Regions from separate parts of the Zea mays genome. Here region 2 is linked to region 1. Evidence: chromatin contacts called from public Hi-C data. All regions are on one chromosome and are shown on one strand. Each heading gives the region's core, a stretch centred on a gene start, on an enhancer-like site or on the middle of the called end of the contact. The rest is flanking DNA. Distances are from core to core; before and after follow the strand shown.

Evidence for each region. Hi-C and Micro-C count contacts between places; a contact is called where the count stands out from the background.
Region 2: a Hi-C map of ear shows a contact between it and region 1, with 2.7 times the contacts expected there. The contact joins two enhancer-like sites. A contact is called at or near these places in 11 of 25 Hi-C or Micro-C datasets (bundle sheath, ear, endosperm and 2 more).

Annotation. Positions count from the first base shown.
Region 1 is chr7:15,300,610-15,308,454 of Zm-B73-REFERENCE-NAM-5.0, reverse strand. It overlaps LOC103632082 (tRNA ligase 1), which reads right to left. Exons shown (of 27, transcript XM_008653934.3): 19 at 6,739-6,836; 20 at 6,570-6,630; 21 at 6,106-6,182; 22 at 5,944-6,015; 23 at 5,796-5,872; 24 at 5,542-5,622; 25 at 5,064-5,166; 26 at 4,373-4,531; 27 at 3,489-4,238. The coding sequence ends at 3,846. Among protein-coding and RNA genes, the nearest start is that of LOC103632083, 23 kb to the right of the region's middle. Within about 2 kb of position 4,199, at least 14 of the 20 cell types and tissues checked have an H3K27ac peak or open chromatin away from gene starts, as enhancers often do. A contact at or near this core is called in ear and leaf, where this site is marked.
Region 2 is chr7:15,436,570-15,444,414 of Zm-B73-REFERENCE-NAM-5.0, reverse strand. LOC103632085 (heterogeneous nuclear ribonucleoprotein 1) reads left to right here. Exons shown (of 4, transcript XM_008653938.3): 4 at 282-765. Among protein-coding and RNA genes, the nearest start is that of LOC103632085, 22 kb to the left of the region's middle. Within about 2 kb of position 3,769, at least 15 of the 20 cell types and tissues checked have an H3K27ac peak or open chromatin away from gene starts, as enhancers often do. A contact at or near this core is called in ear and leaf, where this site is marked.

The sequences.
Region 1 (7,845 bases), core at 2,950-5,449:
ACTAGAGGTTTCATATTTAGTGGAGGATCTTGATTTTACCATCTTCCTTTTGCCGTCCTTTGCCATGAGGCACTTGTGGCCGACGTTGGGGGGAAAGAAGACCCTTGGTGATGGCGATGTTTGCGGCGTCCTCGTCGGAGGAGGAGTCGGTGCAGCTCTCGTCGGAGTCCCATTCCCAGCAAACATGGGCATCGCCGCCCTTCTTCTTGTAGTATCTCTTCTTTTCTCTCCTCTTGCCCTTCTTGTCGTCGCCCCTGTCACTATCACTAGATAACGGACATTTAGCAATGAAATGACCGGGCTTACCACATTTGTAGCACACCTTCTTGGAATGGGGCTTGTAATCTTTCCCTTTCCTTTGCTTGAGGATTTGGTGGAAGCTCTTGATGATGAGTGCCATCTCCTCATTGTCGAGCTTAGAGGCGTCGATGGGTTGTCTACTTGATGTAGACTCCTCTTTCTTCTCCTCCGTCGCCTTGAATGCGACCGGTTGTGCTTCGGACGTGGAGGGACCATCTAGCTCGATGATTTTCTTTGAGCCTTTGATCATTAACTCAAAGCTCACAAAATTACCTATTACCTCCTCGGGAGACATTAGTGTGTATCTAGGATTTCCTCGAATTAACTGAACTTGCGTAGGGTTAAGGAAAACGAGGGATCTTAGAATAACCTTGACCATCTCATGGTCATCCCATTTGGTGCTCCCGAGGTTGCGCACTTGGTTCACCAAGGTCTTCAAGCGGTTGTACATGGCTTGAGGGTCCTCGCCTTGGTTGAGTCAGAACCGACTGAGCTCCCCCTCGATCGTATCCCGCTTGGTGATTTTGGTCACCTCATCTCCTTCGTGTGCGGTCTTGAGTATATCCCAAATCTCTTTGGCGCTCTTTAACCCTTGCACCTTGTTATACTCCTCTCGACTTAGAGAGGCGAGGAGTATAGTGGTGGCTTGAGAGTTAAAGTGCTGGATTTGGACAACCTCGTCCGAATCATAATCTTCCTCCCCCGGTGATGGTACCTGTACTCCAATTTCAACAACATCCCAAATGCTAGTGTGGAGTGAGGTTAGATGATGCCTCATTTTATCACTCCACATATTATAATCTTCACCATCAAACATGGGTGGTTTGCCTAATGGGACGGAAAGTAATGGAGTACGTTTGGAAATACGAGGATAGCGTAGGGGAATCTTACTAAACTTTTTGCGCTCATGGCGCTTAGAAGTTACGGACGGCGTGTCGGAGCCGGAGGTGGATGGCGACGAAGAGTCGGTCTCGTAGTAGACCACCTTCCTCATCTTTTTCTTCTTGTCACCGCTCCGCCCCAACTTGTGGTGTGAAGGGGATCCCTTCACCTTGTTGGCGGACTCCCCGGATGGAGCCTTCCCATGGCTTGTAGCGGGCTTCTCACCGGTCCCGAATTCCCTCTTGGCGGATGCTCCCGACATCACTTCGAGCGGTTAGGCTCTAATGAAGCACCGGGCTTTGATACCAATTGAAAGTCGCCTAGAGGGGGGTGAATAGGGCGAATCTGAAATTTATAAACTTAAGCACAACTACAAGCCGGGTTAGCGTTAGAAATATAAACGAGTCCACGAGAGAGGGTGAAAACAAATCTCAAGCAAATAAAGAGTGAGACGCAATGATTTGTTTTACCGAGATTCGGTTCTTGCAAACCTACTCCCTGTTGAGGTGGTCACAAAGACCGGGTCTCTTTCAACCCTTTCCCTCTCTCAAACGGTCACTTAGACCGAGTGAGCTTTCTCCTTAATCAAATGGGTCACTTAGACCCCACAAGGACCACTACAAACTTAGTGTCTCTTGTTTTGATTACAAGTGCCTTGAGAATAAAAATGGGAAGGAAGAAAGCACGATTGCAAAAGCCAAGCGGCAAGAGCGACAAATAACACACGGAACACTCTCTCTCTCAAGTCACTAATCACTAATGATCACTTGTCTCAATTGTGGAACTTGGAGAGATTGGAGACTTTGATTGTGTCTTGGAATGGATTGCTAGCTCTTGTATTGAATGTTGAGGATTGGAATGCTTGGTTGAAGTGAATGGAGGTGGTTGGGGTTGTATTTATAGCCACCAACCACTTCCTAGCCGTTGCTCCTTTCTACCGACCGCGGACGGTCCGCCCGCCTGGTCCGGACGGTCCGCCCCTGCAGATCAACGGCTGAAAACGCAACGGTCAGCAGTAACGGCTATATCAACGACTATATTGCATTTAATGCGTCGTCAGATATCAAATAAAGCCAGTCGCGGACGGTCCGGTCGTGCACCCCGGACGGTCCGCGAGGACGCTATAATTCATTTGGCCGAACCCGTCACCTTCGGGTTTTTCTGTTCCTCACCTACCGGACGGTCCGCGCCTGAGCCCGGACGGTCCGCGCGTGGTCTCGGACGGTGCTTCCTCTTCCATCGGACGGTCCGCAGTAGAGACACATGTTTTTGCATTGGTTCTGCCCGAGGGTTATTTAGGTGTCACGGACGGTCCGCCGCAAAGGCCCGGACGGTCCGCGCTTGGCCTGATTTTCCAAAAAGCTTCTCCTGTCCGAAATAATCTACGGTATTCCGGATAGCCGATTTAGTATAGTGGTAGATGAACCTTTGGCACCTGTAGAACATATAATCTAAAGCAAACTAGTTAGTCCAATTATTTGTGTTGGACAATTGAACCACCAAAATCAATTAGGAAAAGGTGTAAGCCTATTTCCCTTTCAGTAGTTAATCGGACTATTAGCTATGGTGTTTCATCTACAAAAGGCTAATAGTTGAATTATTATTGAGGTTGTTTAAATGTTTCTAACTAATTTGAATAGTTAATTATTAACTTGAGTGTATTCAAACAAGGCCTAAAAGTAGGGATCTATCGAGTTTGGTGACATACTTTGGTAAGTTATATAGGATTAGACAATCACCCACACGACTTGGGATGGTTTCAGACGTTATTAGAAAATATACTAAAGACAAAAAAGGATGTCTAGCATGCGATATTATTAGATGTTTGGTTTTAAGAATCACTCAATCCAAGATAAGATGACGCATCATGAGCCTATTTCTCAAATTTTTCTCAAATTTAGTGGGATAACCCTCATTTCTTATATTAGTATTAACTAACTAAATATGAAAAATGAGGTGGTGATGGATCAACTCAATCTATTCCGCAAATAAACAAAAAAGTGAGAAATAAGATGGTGGACTAGATTATTCCTTAAACCAAACACCCTATATATTTCCAATCCCGTTGATTAGAGACGGGGCAGCAAGCCAACCAGTGAAGCCAGCCGTCAGCCGGAGAGGAAGTCATGTTGAAAAATGGGTGGGAGCAGCAGAGCCACGAAAAAGTGTACCGCGGATACGTGTTCAGCACTGTCCTAATCCTTCAGCTTCATTATTCAAAATTGATTCTGTTTTCCACTCACCAGCATTATGTTAGCCAGTCAACGAAGCATTCGGTGTTGCAACTTTGTAATAAGTACACAAAATAAAGGTAACATACCACCAACACGAACTTTATTTCTGGTCAACTGTCCTGTCAAACGGCCTCTGGAAATTCAAAAATACACTAGAAAGTAGAATGATGTGCTTGCTATACAGATAATTATCTCCTCTAGTGCTAAGTGCTGGCTTAAAAAATCGATGGTATCTTGCACTTATTGGAAAACATGGAAGTAGAAATGCAGCAGTCCAGGTCAGTCCTATAGTATCAAAAATTTATGTGGTGTAAGACTCGACGATTGTCTTGTCCACAATCAGCTAATAACGTAAGGCCCGCAGCAGCAAATTATTCTTTATTCCACCTTCACCTCTGCACATCCGTATCCTAAAACCGAGGAGACAAATCAGTAGAAGTCCACCACCCCCGATATGGTGATGGGAGGGTCAATCGGCACCCGTTCTGCTTTTCCTTCTGAAGCCAGCTGCGGCAGCATGTTTGCCTCCTTTGGAGTGACGCCTGGAGCCGTCCACAGAGTGGCATGTGGCCACTCGTTCCTGGAATTGATCGGCTCATCGTTTACTGCTCCCAGCTGTGCCTCGAGAGCGGCCATCTTGTCAGTGTAGTACAATGCGTTGAATGACACGGGGACTTCCTGGTGCTGGTAGATGCCATAGCTTGCGACAGCAGACACACCATGGCCTCGTTTGTGGGCAAGGGTGACGTGAACCTTCGTTAGGTTGTCCTCCAGTCTTATCTTGTTCACAAAACTGTCGACAGCCGTGTCCTTCTCTGCCACCTGTTATAGTAACGCAGCATAGGACAAGTGTCAGATTGCAACATCGTCACTGCAATGACAACCTACCATGAGTCCTTCACAGCAACATACAGAACAATGTTTTCTCAGCGCAGCTGAGCATATACACTTCTTACCTTACGGAGAAGGCCCAATATATCAGGCGGGGTTAATCGAACAGCAGCAAACATGATATTTCCAAACTTCCGCTTCCCAGTATCAGGTGTTTTGAGATCACCCTTTGCAACAGCTTTTAACTGTTCCAGTACTGCTTTCACAGCATAGTCAAAAGGAACCTAGAAAAAAAAGTATAGATACCATCAGAACTGCATCATGATTTCTGGGTGCTTAAGTTGCACCATTATAACAGACCCTTGTGGTGTAAGTGTACAGGATTAAGATCAGTGCATAGTAGACCAATGAAAGACCTGATTAAGCACATCACATGAAAATGAAAATGCTACTGCTACACCATATTAACATTAGTATGGTGCTCCCTTTCCCACATAAGGTTGAGCCAATTTAGACTACTGATCTACCAGTAACTTATCTTGGCCTAAGCAAACAATTCTTTTAATGTTATTTAATTCATAACATTGGTGGACGGACTTTTTTTTCTCTAACACGCAAGAGAGGTGGATGGAGGACTTGTATGGCATAATCTAGCAACCTCCAAGTTCTTATTGGAGTCCTCATATATAAAGTGTAAAAGAAATTACTACAGCAAACTACTTAGTTATCGTAGATTTGTAGTAGACCCACATGTTAAAATGTGTATAAACATTCAGCAACCATTATAATCTCGAATAATAAATGAAATATGGTTACCTGAATTGAGTTAAGATGATCAGCATTCCCAAACAAGGTCGCACGCAACCTTTGTTCCCATTGTGCCCATTCTTTAGCGTATGAACCTTTTGATGGCTCTGCTCTGATTTGACATCGTTTTGCAAAACATCAGGCAATGTATATAGACATGTGAAAACCACTAGTTATGTCAACATCATCAGATGAAGTAATACTGCTACAAGTGTGGTTAACTGTTTCTACAGAAAAGGGGATTTGGAGAACATTCTTCTCTATACAAGTGTGATTGAAGATTGGACAAAAGTATTCCCTCGACGACATAAATATGAAGTAATACTATGTATAAAATAAGGGTTATACTGCTAGTCTGCTTGTTTTTGAGGAATGTTAATCTGCTATTGAACAAAGGCATTCGACCCTATACAACCAGAGTGTTGTTTACTGTTCACAACGTGCTAAAAAGGGGGTTTTAATATTAATATGCATTTCAGTTTCATACCTTCCATGCCTGCTCCGATGCATCTTGAACAAGCTAATCCCCTCATCTAAGATGGCTTTCACCGCATCAGGCAATGGCGCTCTGAAATCAGGAGCAAACAGTACTAGTAACATCAGCGTGATTTTATTTTTCTTGCACAATACTGAAGGGGGTCATTTTCTTGGAAAATAACCATAATTTTTTCCTGTAACTGCATAAGCACAGCTCATCGTTGAATTAAAAAAACAGAACAAAACAATGCAAAAAAATCCTACCTATCTGGCTTCAGGAGAGGCATCTTAACAAGGGAGCCAAAACGTTCATAAAGTTCATTTTCAAATTCTCTTCGACTCTGAAATTGACACCGTTGATGATTTGGCATATTTCAGTAGCTAAAAGCAATTTTCCATGATATATACATACCTTGCCATCATACAAGTGGTAAAACATTAGCAAAACATAGCCTGCATTAGGTGAGGCCTTGTCCAGATTTCCCTTTTAAATGACAAGTTAATATAATATCAGCCATATCACAATGCATAAAAATGACTAACAAATTTGCATGAGTAAATATAGACTACTAACAGGATGATTGACCCGCTGGAGGACGCGAAACATGAAAACGGCAAGAGCCTCAAGAGAAAATGGATTTGAATCCGTGCCTGGCAAATCAAGAAAACAGAGCAAAAGCTACATGATCAAACTTAATGATGCAAGAAAATGAGCTAACAATAGTGTTGTTCTTGTAAAATCTAAAAAAATCATCTTTAGTTATATACAAAATCCAAGGCCCTACTGCAGTACACCAAAAGAGTTCTTGTTAAAGTACACTCTTCAAATTTTTTACCACTCAAGGACTCTTCAAGCCCATAATAAGTTCATAGCTGTAATTTGGAAGTTCAAGCTAAGGTGTGATGTTGTATGTCACAAATCCAAACTGCAGCCCACAAATGTATGAAGAATCGCCAGTTCATCATTAATGTTCACATGAAGTAAAAACAAAGAATGAGACAAGGGAATGAAAAATAATTATTAAGTACATAGGACACCTTCTGAGTCAGGAACCACAGGGACAGCAGCTGCCTTTGTGGACCCACACATATCCTCGATCTGGAAACAATGATTTATCAGTTCTATCTCTACTGTTAAAGTAGCCTAAAAAGTCAAACCACAAAACATGCAAAAAAAAATTGCTATGATTTATGATGTCAATCTTGCCTGCTTCCAAACTTCTTCATTTGGTGCATTTTTATCAGCAAGGGTTATTCTAGCTGGCTTCTTTCTTCTTTCATCAGCGACCTTTTGCCAGTATCTTCCTGTAATAGTTAACAAACATACAAATTAAACTCAATCTAGAAGCCTAGCCTAGGTCATCAACCAAATAGGATTCACCTGAACCTGCGGTGGTCTGACAAATGAATATTACTTCTCCTAGTATAATTAGAATAATAAAGAATCCTCCTATTCTATCTCAGTGTCATGCCCCGTGATTTAGTTAAGTGAGGAGCTTTGAACATCAATGGTTGAGAATTTAACTGATGGCAGCAGCACCAAAGCTGAGATGCAAGTGACGCTGCACCATGGATGCAAGAGTTGAGGATGGAAGATGGAGGGCAGGGGATGTGGCCAGTGTCGGAAATGACAGCACCAAGGGCTGAGACGCAAGAAATACTGTCAGGGAAGCGACCATAGATCATGGACAGCCCTTTGAAAACTGCATACCCAAACATCTATCGCATTTATAATAACCAACAGATAACTATAGCTGAGGCAAGGAGAAACAACTGCAATCTAAGCTTTAGAAGAAATTTTGGACCAACAGAAAGAGGTGAATGACTTGATCTGATAGAGAATAGAGATTAGATGGTAACTTAATCAAGGGACACAGGACAGTATTGTGGATATTGCAATCGTCAGGAAGTTCACTACCAGATCACTCTACAGATGTATTACCTTTGGCAGATGATAGAGCTTAGAATGCAAAAATTGCGGGCAACCAAAGTTCCCCTAAAATTCTAGATTTCCCTGTGGATATTATCGCATAACAGATTGCAGATCAGTTGAGGATCATGAAGTGGGATGGCCCTACACTCTGTAAACTTTGTGGGAAAGAAGAATCAGCATATCATCTTTTTCCAGATGCTCTTTAGCAGTGTTGGTCTTGTGTTGGACTAGGGAAAGATTACAGTGGCAAATTATACCAACATCCCAAAAACATTTTGAGGGAACAAAACAAATCAAATTGGAGGGTGGTTCATACTTAGCTGAGGTGTGCTGGAGTCTGGAAACTAAAAATGACTGGGTTATTTTCCTATTGTTTCAGTA
Region 2 (7,845 bases), core at 2,520-5,019, 140 kb before region 1:
TTTAGATTTTAAATTGGACGAGCAGAATCTTCATGCAAGGAGCATCTGGCTGGAGTGCCAATTTAATTACGGTGTATGCAAGGCCTGCTTACACGAGCTGTAGTCCACCCTGAACATGAACTTTTCAGTACCTTTTTTTTGGTATCAGATATCGAACTGTGTGTATGGTTTTTTGTGTCTTTATTTTTTAGAAATGAACTTAGTTTGTTTGTTACATAATTTGAGACAAATCAAACTTCAAGTTCTAACAATGATAATTGATATGATGGCTCCTTTTGCAGGTACCACTTCCTAGGGTGAGTATTACTATATCCACATATGACTTGGTGTAGATGAAACACCCATTCAGTCAGGCATCCGGGTGCGCGGCCGTGAATCGGTGATTGTCAGATTAATATACAGGTTAGTTTTGTCTAGCTAACCAGCGGGTGTGGTTTGCGAACACCAACATGCTAGAGATGGAGCTGCTAGAGGAGAAGCGGATACAGAAACACTTTGTGGAGGTTTTTTTTTGGGGTCATGTTTTAGTTTTGATTCTTACGCGTGCGTGGTGAGGCCTTTTGGTTTTTGAATGAGATGTAATTATTGCGGCACATATTTAGAAGCCATGTTCCAACTGGGGATTACATTTTCGTTTTGTAATCCCAAAAACTGTTTTGTTGACCAAAGTTTGACTTTATATTTTTAAATTCTAAACTGAAATACAAAAAATAAAAATCCGGACCGGACCGAAAACGGTAAATTTTACCGCCACTTGAAGTTTAACCCTGGTTCCAACATGAGCTGGAAATATCTCTGTATACGGATGCACATGTATACCAACCAAAGGGGTGTTGTATTATACATTAGCTTGTGTGTTTTTTATCCGTTTTTAACCTATTGTTTTCACTCTGGAGATTTTGCTGACTTGCTCTGAATTATGCATGCAGTGGTGTTTTCTCCCTTTTTAGGCCTGGATCGGTTATTCCTGTCATACATGAATTAGATGTGATTAGAAAAAATTAAGAAGTTTAACTTTTTTGGAATTTAAACTTACTTAATCCACATGAATGAGAGCGAACCGAATAAGTCCTTATGTGGTATGATAATATATATACCCTTTTTTTTATTTCACTGACTCCTTGCATTTTACATTTTACAGTTCATTTTTAGCAGGAGTAAAAAGAGATTTGTGCTACAGTAGCAAATAGTTCAGTTACGTGATGAGGAGCCACAACAGGCTAGAGCCCGTGGTCGCGCATACTTCGTGTTAACGCTAGCAAACATGGCAAGATTTATGACTTTAAAATATGTCAAGATTCTCTAAGTCTGTTGTGGCGATAAATTTGAGCGACTAACCTTAAGTAATTGTGACATAAAATATATAACAATTTATGACACTTTAGACATACGACCAAATATCTAAGTCTGTTGTCTTTTACATGCATGCAATGTCTCAGAAATTGTTGGTCTCCAAGCATGCTTGTCTAGTCCCAAATTTTAGTGACTTTTGCCAAGTAGTTTTTTACATACAATGTGACTTTTGTCAAGTAGTAATGGTATTTTTGTTTGATGTTTGGGCCCAGAGGACGTACAAAGACGAGATTTTTAATTTCAACCCTTTTAAAAATATCTATAAAAATAGCATTAGAGATCAGGCAAACCAAATTATAGTATTGATTTTTTTGGCATGGTTGGCTAGCTGCATGTTGATTCTTGTCACGCTGCCGACTCGGACACGGTAATCGGCTAATCGTGCCATCCCATTTTTGTGTGAGCGACTTGAGAACCCTCGGTGTCATTACAGAGATCTACGGATCCATTTGAGTTTGAGTGTAGTGACAAAAACTATAGGAACACCTAACACTAAAAGAGTGTGAACTAGACAATCTATTTATCACTAAACTAAGGCGCTTTATTTCTCATAATAAAAATACTATACAACATGTAAACTATCTTATGCACGACTACGATTTTTACTAAATGTTGCTACCTCTACCATAAAGAGTTATGCAACACAGGTTCTAAACCTATCCATTACCTTATAACTAAGCTAAAAAGATAAAACACAACCAAATTAACATGATCTAAATATGGAAAGTTAAGTGCAATAGTGATACAAACTTTCATCAATGACTTCGGTATTTTTTATCGAAGTATCGAGAAGCGCATAAGCTTCCTTCTAGTTTTTATTGGATCTCCTTGCAAGGATGCCCACACGGGGGACCAAGCTTTCAGTCGGGTAACTTCATGGATATCCTCATGTCTTCAACACATGCAAGTGGTGCTTTGGTGTGGGTGTGGCATCTCCCGGATGCTGTCTGCCTTCTTCAATATGAAGTTTCTTACTAAAACCCCACATACCTTGTTCCCTCTAGTACACGGTGTTTGCCATACTATAAACATGGTTGGTGTGATATCGTAAGGCCACAAGGCCCTCTAATACAACTAATATACTGGTGCATGCAAGCACCAAGGGGTAAAAAGTGTCTAGCCTCATTTCTAATGTCAGGCCTAAACCTAGAGCAAACACTATATAAAGTGGTCTAACTAACCTAAGCACCTACGCTAATCACCGAGTGATCTTTAGGTACTTAAGTGTCTAGAGCTACTAGAAATAAGTGTCAACTCACTTGCAATGTTCCTCGGATCCCACATTCCTCAAATGGTTGACTTGAGTCTTATTTATAGCCCCAAGGCGTAGACTAGCTATTAAAAACACAGCATGCCTCATTGTGTATCATTAGACCAATATGTAAGGGTCCAACACATCTCAACGGCTATTGAACGGCTATTGTGTCAGTAATATGTCATCACTAGACATTACTGACCATCGGGTATGCTTGTATTGTGTGACATCTACCGTTGGACTAGTCTGATGCCCTGTTTCTCACTCTAGAACCTTTTCTATGTGATCGTCAGACTCTATATCAAGGGTTTGACTCATTGTGAATAGTATGGTCCGACGTCTTCTATGAGTGTGAATAGTGGCACCATTCGAGGTCTCACTCTAGGTTTGTGTGACCTTACTAACTAAAATTATGTATGTGAGGTCTCTCTAGCTATGCATTTTAGTTGCCTAACTTAGACAGAGACTGGTAGTTTTGCTAGACCAATTAGTTTAATTTTATATTTGTTTTGATTGACCAATGTGATTATAATTAGAAGAGTTATTCATGTCCTCTTGTTCGTAATCTCAACCCTACAACACTTTACGTGTACAATTAGAAGAAAAAAACAGCCAACGAACAGAACCCCAGGTAGCACAATTTTCTGCAATTGATTTTCGACAAACGCAAACTTCAATCTGCATGCAACTCTTCTCGTTTGGCCTGCAACACCATGAGTTCACCTCACAGTAAGGTTGTAAGTTCAGTCCTCTGCACGGCAATGGATTATGGATCCACGAATAGTTGCACCGCACAAAGAGAAGGATTTTTTGATTCTTTACTCGGACAATCGGACATGAAAAAAAAATCCTTTCGTCTGTCTCACACCAAACCACAGGTCTAAGGTTCACTCTCGGTTGCGGTCGTTCTTACATGGACTATGATGCCATCTTACCACAAACAACAATTCGATATTTAAGGTTTCATATTTTTCCATATTTGATAAAATTTACAAAAAGCTATATAAAAAAAAATCTAATGAGAGCACTATTTGTACAAGAGGTAAGAACCACTTTGAAGGCGACAATTCAATTTTCAAACCTGCCCTCGCCTGAATTGTTGTAGGCTGTGCTTGTGCTCCGCTACGATCCAACAACGCGAACTGACCCAATTGGCTTTGGTGGGCCTAGAATAGCACCTCCATGCTCCTTTCGAGCTGATACGCCGCACAATTCTCCCCCCGCACACCTGTAAAGCCTTTTATTTAAAAAGAAAAGAAATCTTAGGCCTATCCATATTAATCTTTTACGAAATTGATTGGCGGTTCATCGACATATATACTCAGCACAAGTTCAAAATCATATATATGATATAATACGCCTACGTTCTTATATGAGCCTGCAAATACCAAATGAGATGCATGCTGACGTGGAAGAGAGATGAGATTAGACAGATAAAAATAGGTTATAATCCATTCACTATTTTTTATTTTTCGTGTTTTAGTTTAAAAAATGAACTAGGGTGCGACAAATATTTAAGAACGGGTAAGTTTACACATGCTTTAGACATAAGAACGAGAAAAAAACTTTGTATTTATGTGTAGTACGTGGTCTCGGCATCCACTGTTGTCTGGTGGCCATAAAAAAATGATCTATTATTGTCACCTTTGTGATTAATATCCGGGGAACCGAAACGAGGTATGAAATGAAATCAACAACGACACGTCAAAAAGTGCCACGGAAAAAAAGGCACCTTTTGACGCCGACCAGCGACCACGCCCGCAGCCACCTTCTGAATTCCTGATCCTTTATTCTATAGATAGACGTTACCCTTGGATCGAAGATATGCTATGGCGTTGAACTCGACACGACCCGTTTAACTTTCTAAAGAATTTACTGTCTCTCTATATTATAAAGGTTCACCAAGATATAATTAATAAAGAGCGTTCTATCATTTTAGGAAACGATCTTCGGTTATTACCGTAAAATGACTGAAAAATCTTCAGTATTAAAATCTTGATAGAACGATGAACAACGCTACCCTACACACGCACATCCACACCCAAACCCACACGCATGCACGCACATATATATATATATGAACTATATCATAGTAAACACTTGTATAAATTATTAGAGTTCATTGTTTAATTTTTTAATAATATTTTTTATCGTCGACTTCAATAATATTATGAATTTATCTGTGATCAGACTGGACGAGTTCATTCAAGATAGATTTAATAAGTAAAATACACTATCAATCTCCAAACTTGTAGTGTTGTATCATTCCGGTCTCTAAAGTCTTAAAGTACATATTCAGATCTATAAACTTGTGAAGTTTTGTATCATCCCAAACCCTAAACCCTCAACATGCACATTTTGGTTCATATACTTCTATGACTGTGTTATCTGGGTTTATAAACTTGTTTTTGGTGTCATCACAGGTCCAAAAAGTTTGGATTTCGATGACACTGAAAACAAGTTTAACAACTCATATGACACAATCATACAAGTATAAGGACCAAAATAAGCACTTTGAAAGATAGAATTTTACAAGTTGATAAGATCTAGATGTATATTTTGGGAGTTTAGAGATCAAGATGATACAACACTATAAATTTAGGGACCGACAACAATGTATTTTACTCTAGATTTAATCTACAACATGAATATTTTTTTAATTTGTACGTATGGTTTATCCATTGTTTATGTAATGATTGCTTTATAAATCAATATAAGCTTAAAAGTGTAGACTTCTAAGCTAGACCACCATAGTTTTAATTTTAAACCCTCACAACACGTTATTTTTTTATGTCTCTTTTATATATTCATGCATGAGGACATGCATGTACAATGTAGATACCGCGAGATAGATCTCCAAGTATAAAATACACGTAAGACAGTTTAATATAAAGAGTGTATCTAAAGCCTTGTATCTTAATTAATGCTTGATATTTTTTGTATAAAGGATGGTTAATTTATTGTGCATATGTACTATGCATATACATATATGTTGCATACTTGACAAATTTAACAAAATAAAACATACATATATGATTGGAGAACCGTGTATGCAGACTCAACTATACACTAGATGTATGCAGACTGTACTTCATAAACTAATTTCTAAAATTCTAGTAATCAGATTCTGGTAACACCATTCATTCATCTAATTGCTAACAATAGTTAACACCATTCGTTCATGGACAAAACAGGAGCACTCCGTCCTGCCTCGCTCTGTCCAAACACCGGCCCAACGTTTCAGTTTTTTAGTTTCTGGTCACTAGAATTTGCTGCAGACTATTAAATACCTAGCTTTTCACCTCGTGTCTATGAGAATTATTTTAGTCAAAATAATCTAAAATAAACTTAAACACAGAACCATTGAGATATTAGAAAATCGTCACTTTCTACATTCTAGACCGTCTGAATTCTTTTATCTTCCTACATATATACTCTCCATGATTCTTAGATTCTCTTCACAACCAGATTTTTCAACAATCAGATTCTTAGAAAAGTTCCTCAGAAATAAACATGCCATTTGTCAACCAATTGGCCGCACTTGGCGTACATATCGAGCAACGCGGCGACCACTACGTTCGCTAGGAGACCCAGTCTGAGCACGAGACCATGCGCCAGGGCTCGCGAGCATCAGCCGGTCAGCCCGCTGCCAGGAACGACGCGCAAGGAAGGAAGAAGATATAGAGAGTGGTTGTTCTATTCTCATGTCATGCATACAGTATTTATTACACACCGGTGATGGATCACTCGGCCCAATACTGGTTCTAGGGATGATAATTTAATTCGTAAACCAAAACCCGATGGATACCTGACCCGACGGGTGCGGGCACAGATGAAGATTTTGACCCGCGGGTGCAATCCGTAGTCGATCCAAAGTTTCACGGGTGTAGGCGCAGGTTTCTATTTCAATTCGCGGGTGACCTGTATCCGACTTGAAATTTAATTTATTCTTTATTTTGTAAAAAATGATTAAGATTCGATGGTAATTATTTTGAATAAATAACTTAGCTAATGATTTATGAAATGTTTTGTTGGTGCTTAATATGAGAAGGCTTAAAATATGTGGATATAATTTAAATATTGTTGGTACTTAATTGCTTATAGTTAGATTATTGTTTAAAAATGCACACGGTGTAAAAACCCGCGGATGACCCGAAACCCGACGGGTGCAGGTTTGGAATTGCACCCGTAGGTATGATCGTAGGTTAGTTTAGTTAGACTTCGCACGCGATCTTGGGCGGTTTTTTGCTTCACCTGACCTGAGCCCGACCCATTGCCATCTCTAACTGGTTCAGACGATTCACCTTGGTAGACACGGACGCTGGAGAACATGGTCCGGTCTTGTTAGAGATGCTCTTATTGTCTAAGTTCTAGTAGTAAGTTGTAACCACTTTTAATTCTAGTCCTATATATAATATAAGACGTGCTCTCTAGACATGCGTACATCAATATGATAGTACTAGTGTTGATAAAAAGAATTAAATATATGTTTGTCTTTAAATAGAAATGATTATGAAATGATTATGTCGCTGTTTGAACTGCTGTAGGCTGCAATCTATATATAGGATAAAAATACTATAAAAACAGTAGGAGGCGGTACGAATTAAAGTCAAGTGATCATGGGACTGTTATATATTTAGAATGGAGGGAATATATATGCTAGCACGGAGGGAGTAAATATGTCTTCGTGTGTGAGGATTTGTTTCTCTCGTGCCATAGGCTGGCCCGTAACCGGAGTAGGATGCGGCGTGACGTTATTTAGGCTGACGTGATGGCCTAATAGACTGACGTGACATGATCCATTGACGGGGCTAGATGATGTGTGGTGTCGTGCCGTGACCGGATCTGTGCCGGCGCCGCCAGGAGGCCAGCATACTTCCTTGGAATCCGACCACACGTCCAACTGATCCAACAAAATATTCTAGGCAAGATCAGCTAGCAGCAAATCTACGGTTGATGTCTCAGCATGAAGTCTCCGTGGGACGACAGAAAACCAGTGGCATGGTTCTGGTTCTGTTACTACGGCCAATTGACCAAGTGATCGTGAATATAGCCGTGTAAAATATTATTTTGCTATATATATTAATGTTATGTAGATTATCCTAGAGATAGCTTTAGTATATATTTGCAGAACAAACGAAAACATGTGTCATATATCGTATTCAGTTGGACGCTTATTATAAGCATAGTTACATTTTTAACCTACAAAGTTACATTTAGGTAGTTCTCACTAATAT